Regions from separate parts of the Mus musculus genome. Here region 2 is linked to region 1. A link is a contact called in public Hi-C data. All regions are on one chromosome and are shown on one strand. Each heading gives the region's core, a stretch centred on a gene start, on an enhancer-like site or on the middle of the called end of the contact. The rest is flanking DNA. Distances are from core to core; before and after follow the strand shown. Region 1 overlaps Pdzrn3 (PDZ domain containing RING finger 3). Region 2 holds the start of Pdzrn3 (PDZ domain containing RING finger 3).

Evidence for each region. Hi-C and Micro-C count contacts between places; a contact is called where the count stands out from the background.
Region 2: a contact with region 1 is called in a Hi-C map of liver, with 3 times the contacts expected there. The contact joins the promoter of Pdzrn3 here to the enhancer-like site in region 1. A contact is called at or near these places in 2 of 39 promoter capture datasets (both in liver), 4 of 484 Hi-C or Micro-C datasets (cerebral cortex, liver and uterus) and 1 of 9 other capture datasets (liver).

The regions. Positions count from the first base shown.
Region 1 is chr6:101,212,059-101,217,126 of GRCm38.p6, reverse strand. The region is part of intron 3 of Pdzrn3 (PDZ domain containing RING finger 3); the gene reads left to right. It overlaps Gm26911 (a long non-coding RNA gene), which reads right to left. Exons shown (of 5, transcript XR_003956481.1): 3 at 1-5,068. Among named protein-coding and RNA genes, the nearest start is that of Gm26911, 42 kb to the right of the region's middle. Within about 2 kb of position 1,851, at least 49 of the 459 cell types and tissues checked have an H3K27ac peak or open chromatin away from gene starts, as enhancers often do. A contact at or near this core is called in cerebral cortex, liver and uterus, where this site is marked.
Region 2 is chr6:101,374,588-101,379,611 of GRCm38.p6, reverse strand. Pdzrn3 (PDZ domain containing RING finger 3) reads left to right here and starts at 1,715. Exons shown (of 10, transcript NM_018884.2): 1 at 1,715-2,446. The coding sequence starts at 1,724.

The DNA.
Region 1 (5,068 bases), core at 602-3,101:
AATTATAAGTATTAAAATCCGTTTGTGAATAAGAGCACCAGCTAGATGATTCTAGAAGCCTGTTCCCAGAGATGTGCCTTGGCCTTATATGCTGTTATTTGGTGAGCATGGAGTTTCCGTCATAATCTCTACATGTTCAGATCCGTTAGTGGAGTGATAGGAAAAGCCAACTTAAATAGAATACATTTCTACCCTTAAAGTATATACTGCCATGCTAATTTTAAAGAACTCTGGAATATAACTAATATGCAGGTCCCTGGAGGAAACATCAAAAGCTTGTCATCATGTTGGTGGCAGTGAAGTTTGTTCCAGTGTAAAACCCTAGACTCACCCCACTGTGGCTATAGATAGCACTACTAGCCTAGCATCTTTATTATGTCTTTGTTTGCAGTTGGATAGTCTCTTACCCTGCCTCTCTGTAACCTATCCATGCAGTGAGCCAATCACAGATCGTGCCAGACACAAGAAACAACAAAAGCAAACAAAAAACCAAATCCAGGGCCAAGGGGATCCCTCAATGGATAAGGCATTTACCAGACAGGCATAAGAACCTCAGTTCTAATCCTGGAACCAAACTATGCAGGCCCAGCTGTACACACATCTGTAGCTCCAGTTCTTATACCATGAGGGGAAGAAGAAAGAAGACAATCCTGAGGGGCTTCCCAGTCAGCTAGCAGGGAGTAAGGAGGAGCAGCAAACCATGGAGACGCAGCCTCGGATGGAGGCAAGGTGGAAGGTGAGGACTGACACCCGAGATTGTCCTCTGGCCTTTAAACACACGCCAGGGTGTGCACACGTCTATACTCACGCGAGTCTGCACACATATGTGCTTCCCTGGGTGAAGGTCTATCTCAATGATAGAATGCTTCTTAGAGTCTGCAAAGCCCTGGATTTGATCTACACACACACACACACACACACACACACACACACACACACACACACACACACACACAGATGGATCTGTACTAAATATGTATGGACTTTTTCTTGTTGTCTCATAAACAGCATGTGTAGCAACTATTTGTGTAGCATTACAGCTCAGTATATCAGTCATCAGAGTATACAGGAGAAAATGTAGAGGGTATTATGCACAATTACTACATATTTAATGTAAGGAACTTAGCATCCACAGATTGGTATACACCAAGAGTCCTGGAATCGCTTCTCCACAGCTAACCAAGATTCACCCAAATTTTGGGGTGATAGTTGAAGATCAAATTTTCTTTTTTTATTTCCTGTAGCCAGCAAGCCATGTGTCCTCTTCCATCAGAGTCAAAATATTATTATGGCCTGGGATCAGTATGTCCATGGCTACACCAAATCCTCTGGCAAGCACCCCCCAAATCCAGACCGCTTCTCTGTGTCCTGGTACCGATCTGACTCGGTTCAATTCTCACAGTGTCCTTTGCCGTATTACACAGGAGTGCGGGGCGTCTACTGCGCAGCGAAGCAACTTCCCGAGGAGCAGCTAGAGCGTGTTTATCTTACAATCTGTTGTTTATAGAGCTCTGCGTGGTGAGAAGCTCCTGTGTCTGTGAGATTCAATAGAGAGAAAGCTGATGACCTCATAGAGAACATGAAGTGATTACAAGGGGTGGAGTCGCCTGGCGTCAGCAAGCTGTGTGCTCCTTTGAGAACCGGGAGGGAGCTATGTTTTGACACAGTGAGCGTGGTGCTAGACGAGGCACGAGAGCCAGGTAGCTGGTAATTCAGCCTGGCCTCTGAAGCCAATTTAGCTTAAGCATTTTTTTTTATAAATCCCACTTATTTATTCTCTTTAGTTGACCCTATTTGCAGTATCTTTGCACTGTGTCCTAAGTGTCAGACTTTGGCCTCAGTTGGATTAGGCGGTGCGCTGTCTTCCGTGCCCCATGTTCTCTGGTGTTTGTGATCTGCAGTTTAGAGTCGGTCAGGGAACTGATAGTCTGGTTTGAGTATTTGCATCCCTAAGACTTCCCTCTCCATCCCACTCACACATTTATCCACACATCCACTCCCAACAACACAAATATTGACTGTACCAATCATTCATTACCAGTAAAAAAAATTGGAGAGCAATTATTTTTTTTTACTGCGCTTGCCCTGAAAGACACCATTAATTACTTTATTGCCTGTGGAGCTGAGCCAGTTTCGGTGTCCCGGGAGCCTGCTCCCCACCTCAAGAGGTATTTGCAGCTCAGAGGAACACAGCACAGGGTATCACCTGGCAAGCAGGGTACCTACACTGCCTCTGAAGTGAGATGCCCCTGCCTTGGTGGTGGTTCCCTCCTGACAGGGAGCTCACAGGCCTGGACCAGCAGTGACAACGGTAGGTCCTCTGGGGACTCCACTCTGAGCAGAGGTGGGTATGTGTGACATTTGGATTGTGACAGCTTCTTTATTTTATTTTATTTTATTTTATTTTTTGTTGGTTTCTGTTTTTGATTTTATAAAAGTGTAAGAAATCCTTGAAATCCCAGAGATGACTGAGTGCCAGGGAGGAGTTTTCTGGTCCTTGATATTAATGGCCTCCTCCAAGAGAGCAGAAAAAGTTGAGACACTCGCCAATCCTTCCTGAGCAACCCATCAGAGCTGGGCTTTTGCAGGTGGGCGTGACCCAGAGCAGCCATGATGGTATTGGTGGATGGTTGTCCTCCTCATCCTGTACTGGTTAGTAGAAATACAAACAAGCCTGAAGGAATTTGCTCTTGGAGTTGAACCAGCCTGACCTTTATGTCTGCTCAATCTAGAACCCCCTCTCCCCTGTGTCGGAACTAGGAATCTCTGCATTATGTCTACATGCCATCTCCCATCAATGAAAATGACTGGAGTGTATTAATATTTCTTAGGGTCCAATGTCTGTGGATTACAGAGAATACCCCAAATCATATCATTTAGAGTTGGTATGTTTATGATTTACAATCTCAGTTTGTGTGTTTATTACCTGTGTTCCCCAGTTTTTTTACTGTAAGTTGAAATAGTTTGGCAATAACATAACAGTAGCTGAGACTGTTGAATAAGCTCTACAGGAGACAGGATAGTAGAGTTGATGGGATTGGTGGATTGCCAGGATAGTCCTGGGGCACTATAGAATGGATTTACACCATGGATTTACCTTATATCATATTTGTTTAATCCAAAAATAATTTTAAGAAGTAGTTCCTAAAAGCAAATGCAATAGATTGGGCTGACTTGTTTTCATCTTTGTCAGGACTTTAATAAATAAAGAGTAAAGCCAGTAAAGGAAAAGCCCTCCTAAGGTGCATGGTTTTGTCACTGTCCACCATGTTTCCTCAGCAGCTACAGGCACATCTTACACACCAGGCTCAAACATCTTTTGCGTGTCAGTAAACATCAGTATTATAGTATCTGTTTGGAGCTCAAGTTATATGAACCAAAAGTCAAGGTTACTACTAGTGACAGCTCAATTAAATGATCAAGCTTGATTTGGTTAAATTATATATTCAATTATTTTTGTTTGAAATCAAAAGCTTGGCTATATTACCAAGTGCTATGTTAGTTTACGGGTGCTCTTCGTGTATTTAACAATAATGCACCAAGTGTGATTTAACAAGGTGGCTGCCAGAAGAAAAAACAAAATAATTATTTTTTCAATATACAAGTCCTCATCATAACTCACAGATCAATATGGATCCATGGGGATTTGTTCTTGCTGTGGGTCAGGAACCTCAGGGTGGTCTCCTTTCATTTTCCTATGAATGTAAAACCTGGACACTTACGATTGCCAGGCAGGTCTTTCTTTCTCTCTCTTTTTTAAAGACTGATGTTTAACTACAACCACTGGGACCTAAATCAGAGCATCCTGTGCCTAAGTATGAATATTAATCAGACGCCAGGCCATAGAGTGTCTCGCCGAGTTTGACAGTTTAAAGGATCAGTTAGTTAATTAGAAGATGACATGGCACACAGGTCCCCAGGCTCTGTCCTGCCTTCTGTCTTCTCTTTTCATTTTCCTTTTTGACAAGTTGGATTACATCATTACCCGGAGTTTCACTTGTTAGCCCCATCACAAAATGAGAATATTTTCAGCTTTAATTATCTGTGATCTCCTCCCCTACCTCTGCAAAGACCAGGCTTAAAATGAGACTCAAAGAAGTATAGGAGAATCAGAAGTTCAAAGGCCCGTAGAAATCAGCCTTGCTCATCCAGCTGCCCCGCTTCTCAAGATGAATGCGAAGGTCTCTTCCAGCCTTGGAAACTGGGATGTGGTAGCCATGGTGATGGCTGTTCTCTGTGATGGTACAGCAGGTGTAGACATGTCCTGTCGGGTGTCCCCACGGCTTCTCCAGCTTGAGTTGACAAGCACCAGGAACATCTTCACAGGGTGGTTACCAATTATATTGTCTCCTGTTCCTTGTCCATCACTGCACCCATGAGCTTCAATCCAAAATCTGAATAATTCTCTCCTAATTATTTTGGGCCATGATATTTCCCCAAGGGAAAATAAGATTTAGATCAGCATTTAGTATTTTGAAAGACAAATTCTCTGATAATTCTTTGTCTTGTCGTTTTTCCTGCATCTGTCATGGCTCGTTGAAAGCTTATTTAGACAGTTTGCTTATGTGCCTGTGGGCTTCCTAAAACCCTGAGATTCTCGATGGAAAAAAACTAAATATTATGTGTGTCACCCCCAATGGGCATGGACAGGAGTTTGAAAAGAAGAGAAAGAGGGAAATCTAAAAATCTGCCACTGGTTCTAGGAGCCATACCCTCTGCAGAGTAATCGAATATGTGTAATTCTTCAGTCCTGTATGGCTAGATGAAATGTTGGCTGAGGAGGAGACAGCCTGTGCTGGCGCCTGATTGGCAACAGAGCATCCTGACTCTGAATCACAGGTGCCCAGCCTTGCTAGACCTTGCTTGTCTGTCGATAAGAGGTATCTTCGGATGGCACCAGACGGTTCCAATTGCTATATTCTCCATGAGAGTGCACAGAGATGATAGAGGGGGAGGGAAAGTTGACATCTGCGTTAGGCATTATGCTGTGGTGTAGAAAGGTAGTGATTTCTGAGATGTACCCCATTATTTAGAAGAAGAAAGAGGGGAGCCGGCACGTGAGGCCAGC
Region 2 (5,024 bases), core at 466-2,965, 160 kb before region 1:
AAATGAATGCTGTAATCCCATTTTCTTGGGTCCATACCAGACACAAAAATTCTTAGCTCTCCATTTCCAGATTCTCTAGAGAATCTGGCAGCAGATTCCGAATGAGAATTCCAGAACTTGACATTACTCTCACCAGTGTTTCTTAGGAATGTCTACAGCCTTGGGAGGTAGTAAAACAAAAACAAAAACTACCAAAGGCATGGGTAATGTTATGAACTTTCTACTTAGACTGGTATCCCACATTATGAACTTTCCACTTAGCCTGGTATCCCCCAAGTGGTGTTTCCACCCAGTGCCAGGCTTGCTACTGGGCTTGAAAAGCTTCTCTGGAGTAGAAGAGAAAGGTCCAGACGGCAAGGGTTTTTCCATCAAGCTAAAATCCAGGCTGTGTAGAGACCAGCAGCTTCTCCGTGGCTGGTAGGCTCTTTTAGCGCGGATACACACTCAAGCTCCTGGTGAACCATTGGTTCACAATCTGAAAGGACCCAAAATTCTCAAATAGCCTGTCTTTGATTCAGTTCAAAGAGCGATTCTTTGAACTGCTCCAGTGGGAAAATGGAGATAAAACAATAAGCATATAAATAAATAAATAAATAAATAAATAAATTAATTTAAGGAAAACAAAACAACAACAAAAACAAGCTGAAGGGATGTTGTTGGCAAGTTGGCTGGGGTAGGCGTTGCTACAGGGACTTGAAGTTTTAAACTCCTCCATCTCTTAAACCACCAGAGTCAAGGCTCCAGTAACGGGGCGGGGGTTGGGGGGGGGGTGGGGGCAATAGTTTTCAAGTGGAGCTAAAGTATGCTCTCGCAACATTGTAGCGCTGTTTTTTTTTTTTTTTGTTTGTTTGTTTTGTTTTTTGTTTTTTTTGTTTGTTTGTTTTGTTTTTTGTTTTTTGTTTTTTTTTTTTTAAGGGACCAGTTTAGAAACTGAGCAAAATGCTTGAGGTACTGTAGTGCCCTCTTTATAGAGGTGTAAGAATGGGATCCAGCCAACCACTCTGGCCTGTCCCATCCAGACAGCTGGAGGGGAGATCTGATTCCTGCAAATTCGCCTTCTGGTCCTGGAAACCTCTAGCTGCTAAACACTGCAGTTTGCAGATCTTCTGGTTGGGACCAAAGTTTCAGCCTGAGCGTCCAGCAGCCGCTGTAACTTTCCCCCGAGTGAAATAAATAAATAACGACCGTAAATACAGAGATAGCAGGGCCTTAGATATTTTTCACTCTAAAAGGCAGACACAGGAGAAAGAAGGAGGTGGGGAATGAAAAGTCCTGATGTGGCAGGAAACTTCTGTGGGCGAGAGCCACAGACGCAGCTCCAAACCGAGGGAGATGCTCTCTGCTGGCGTATTTTGTCTCTTAGAGAATCCTCCAAGAAAGCGGAGAGGAGACCCTAAGAGGGGGCCCATCTCCGGTCTCTGGCAGGTCTCCTTGCTTTGTGGTCAAACTCAGCCTCTTGTGCCTCGAGGCCCCCTCCCTATGGCCAAAAGAGGGTCGTGAGGCCCCAGAGGCAGGATGTTAGTGCGCTTGCGCTCGAGCCAATACGGCCGGAGGAGTCCTGTTCCTCGGGCATTTTCCGAGGAAGTCTGGAGCAATTAGGCTCAGTCCTGGGAGAGCGAGCTAGAGAGCGGGCGGCGTAGCCGGCGTGTCTGGGCCGCCTCGCAGGGAGGGAGGGAGGGGGCGGCCGGTCGCCCGGCGGCGACACCGGGCCCCGGCCGCCACCATGGGTTTCGAGTTGGATCGCTTCGACGGCGACGTGGACCCTGATCTGAAGTGCGCCTTGTGCCACAAGGTCCTGGAGGACCCGCTGACCACCCCGTGCGGCCACGTATTCTGCGCCGGCTGCGTGCTGCCCTGGGTAGTGCAGGAGGGCAGCTGCCCCGCGCGTTGTCGCGGTCGCCTATCGGCCAAGGAGCTCAACCACGTCCTGCCCCTCAAGCGTCTCATCCTCAAGTTGGACATCAAGTGCGCGCACGCGGCGCGGGGCTGCGGCCGGGTGGTCAAGTTGCAGGACTTGCCCGAGCACCTGGAGCGCTGCGACTTCGCGCCCGCGCGCTGCCGCCACGCGGGCTGCGGCCAGCTGCTGCTGCGACGCGACGTGGAGGCCCACATGCGCGACGCGTGCGACGCGCGGCCCGTGGGTCGCTGCCAGGAGGGCTGCGGGCTGCCGCTGACGCACGGCGAGCAGCGGGCGGGCGGCCACTGCTGCGCGCGGGCTCTGCGGGCGCACAACGGAGCGCTGCAGGCCCGCCTGGGCGCGCTGCACAAGGCGCTCAAGAAGGAGGCGCTGCGGGCCGGCAAGCGCGAGAAGTCGCTGGTGGCGCAGCTGGCCGCCGCGCAGCTCGAACTGCAGATGACCGCGCTGCGCTACCAGAAGAAGTTCACCGAGTACAGCGCGCGCCTCGACTCGCTCAGCCGCTGCGTGGCCGCGCCGCCAGGCGGCAAGGTAAGCAATCTCTCTTCTCTCTCCATCTCTGCCTCTCTCTCTCCCTCTCTCTCCCTTCCTCTCTCCACCCTCTTTAGCTGACCCAGAGTCCCACCCAGGTCCGTTGAATATAGGATGCCAGGGTCTTCCTGGGTGCATCTCCGGCCTCCTCTTGTTAGCAGCGCTTGCCAGCTGTATCACTCCGTGCGGGTTACTTAACTAATTCCAACTGAGAAACTGTGGTCCCAAAAGGCAGGACATATAGGGTGAATTGAAGCTACGGCAGTTTTGGGGGGCCAGAGTGTGTCTGCGAACACTAAAAGGAACTTACAACCAAGTGTAGGGTAGGAACAGAGAGCATGACTCCAGAGTCAGGGAGGTGTTGAGAGGCTTTGGCCTGCACACCAGCCTGAGACCCAGGAAGCTGCTCATCTTGGCTTAAGATCAGAGCCATGGTCTGTGTGGATGTGACACTCCATTGGGCGACCTGGAGTGTATCTGCTGCGATGCAAAGGGGGAAAGGTGGCAGCAGAGCCCTTATGGTGCAGCTTGAAAGGGATGCCAGGAGAGAGGCCCCGGTGTAAAGGCTGGATTCAAACATGCACTTTCCTGCCAACTCACTGGCTGCTGACCTTGAGCAAGTAGCTCAATCCCTCTCTAAAGTTGGAAACTATGGTTCCTAACAATTTAGAGCAGGAAAACACAGCCAGGCCCCATAGGAGAACTCATTTGGGCAGTCGAGAAAGAACCCAACGACCCACTTGCTCCAGTAACCGGAAAGTAATATTTAAGTGATAGCCTCCTTGAATTAAAACATCTCCACCTTTGGGTAACCAGCGGAGTGGCTTGTGGGTTAGGCTCCACAGGTGCCTCGGTTTACCTCGAGCCCGTCAGATGATGTTGTTTCCATCAAGGTGAGGCTGTAGAAAAACGGTCTGGCACAGTGCCAGGCTCAGAGTACCTGCAATTACCTTAAACCACTCCTGTACCATTCCCCTGCCCTTGCTGATCGGGAATTATGTCAGCCTCCCCTCCTGAGGTTCACCAGCTTCAGCGCTTCTCAGTCATTTCTCTCTCCCCTCTCCCCTCTCCCCTCTCCCCTCTCCCCTCTCCCCTCTCCCCCTCCCCCCTCCCCTCTCCCCCTCCCCATCTCCCCCTCCCCCTCTCTCCCTCTCTCCACTCCCTCTATCCCCCTCCCCTCTCCTCCCCTCCCTGTCTCTTTCTCCCCCCCCCCTCTTCCCCTTCCCTCCCCCCTCTCATAAAAAATATAGGTACAATGCTTACCATTTTGTACGTGGAGAAACTGTGGTTCCTGGAGGGACAATCGTCTGCTTAGGTCAGGGTTTTAAAGGTTCAGAGGTGGGTTTTGACCATACTTGTCTCTCTAGCATAGTGGTTTTCAACCTGTGGGTTGGGGTCTCGTATTAGATACCCAGCCCATCAGATATTTACAATTTGTAATGGTAACAAAATTATAGTTATGAAGTAGCAATAAAGTAATTTTATTTTATAGCCCAGAAACAGTTTCAACATAAGGAACTATATTAAAGGGTCACAGCATTAGGCCCTGCTCTTAACCACAATTATGCCCTGTCTCAGTTTAACCACTGGGACCTGTTATTCTCTATTTATTAAGGGCCACCAAGAGTGGTGTATGTGTGTGTGTGTGGGGGGGGGGGGTACTTTCCACTTCATCTAAATCTTATAGATGAGGGACCTGACCTGCCCAAATCCCAACAGTGGAACTCATGAGAAAAGCGTGGATTTAGGTTCTGCCTCCCGGAGAAGATAGGCTTTTACTAGACTTTGGCTCTATCTAGGCGTGGGCTGACATTTGGGGGCTTGGGAAGGCTTTGTTACTGGGAGTCTCTGTTGTCGGATACTCTGTAGCACATGTGTACTCCTCCTGGCTTCAACTTGCACCATGCCAGTCGACTTTATTCCAAATTCCAACAGTTCAAAATGTCTCCAGATATTGTCAAGTGTCCTCCAGGGAACTGCATTCCCTCACTCGAAAACCACTGGTTTGCCTGCAGGCAAGCGTGCCACATTTTCAACAGCTGGGTGCTTCTGCTGCCTGGCAAGGGGTGTGGACCCTGCTGCTGCCACTCTGGCTGCTGCTCCAGGTGGCCTGGCAGAGAGAGGGTCCCCCAGAGACTTGTGTCTGCTCTGTTCTCCCCACTTCCCCTCCCTTGCTCCTTCTTCCACGCCTGCATTCCGGGCCTGCAAGTTTCTACCCTTCACCCCCTTTCTGGCCCCTGGCCTGTCTGTCAGCTGCAGTCTCCACAGCTGGCCAGCTCTGGGCGAAGGGCAAATATTTACAGCTCGGAGGCTCACAGAGGACCGCACAGGCGCACAAGAGGCTGATGTGAGCTTGCAGTTCACCCAGACAGAGGGTTGAGCTTGCTTTTCAATCAGGCGCCAGGCTTTGGGCAAAGGCTTTCCCAAGTGTCTTTTGTTTATGCTGTCGTCTGGGCTTCCTGTGTCGTCTTAGGAGTGACGCTTATTTATAAATAAGCCATTCACTCCTTCTGAGTTCATACATCATTCACTGTTGAGATAGTTTATTATTTCTTCTTGCCTTTTTATTTTCTTTCTG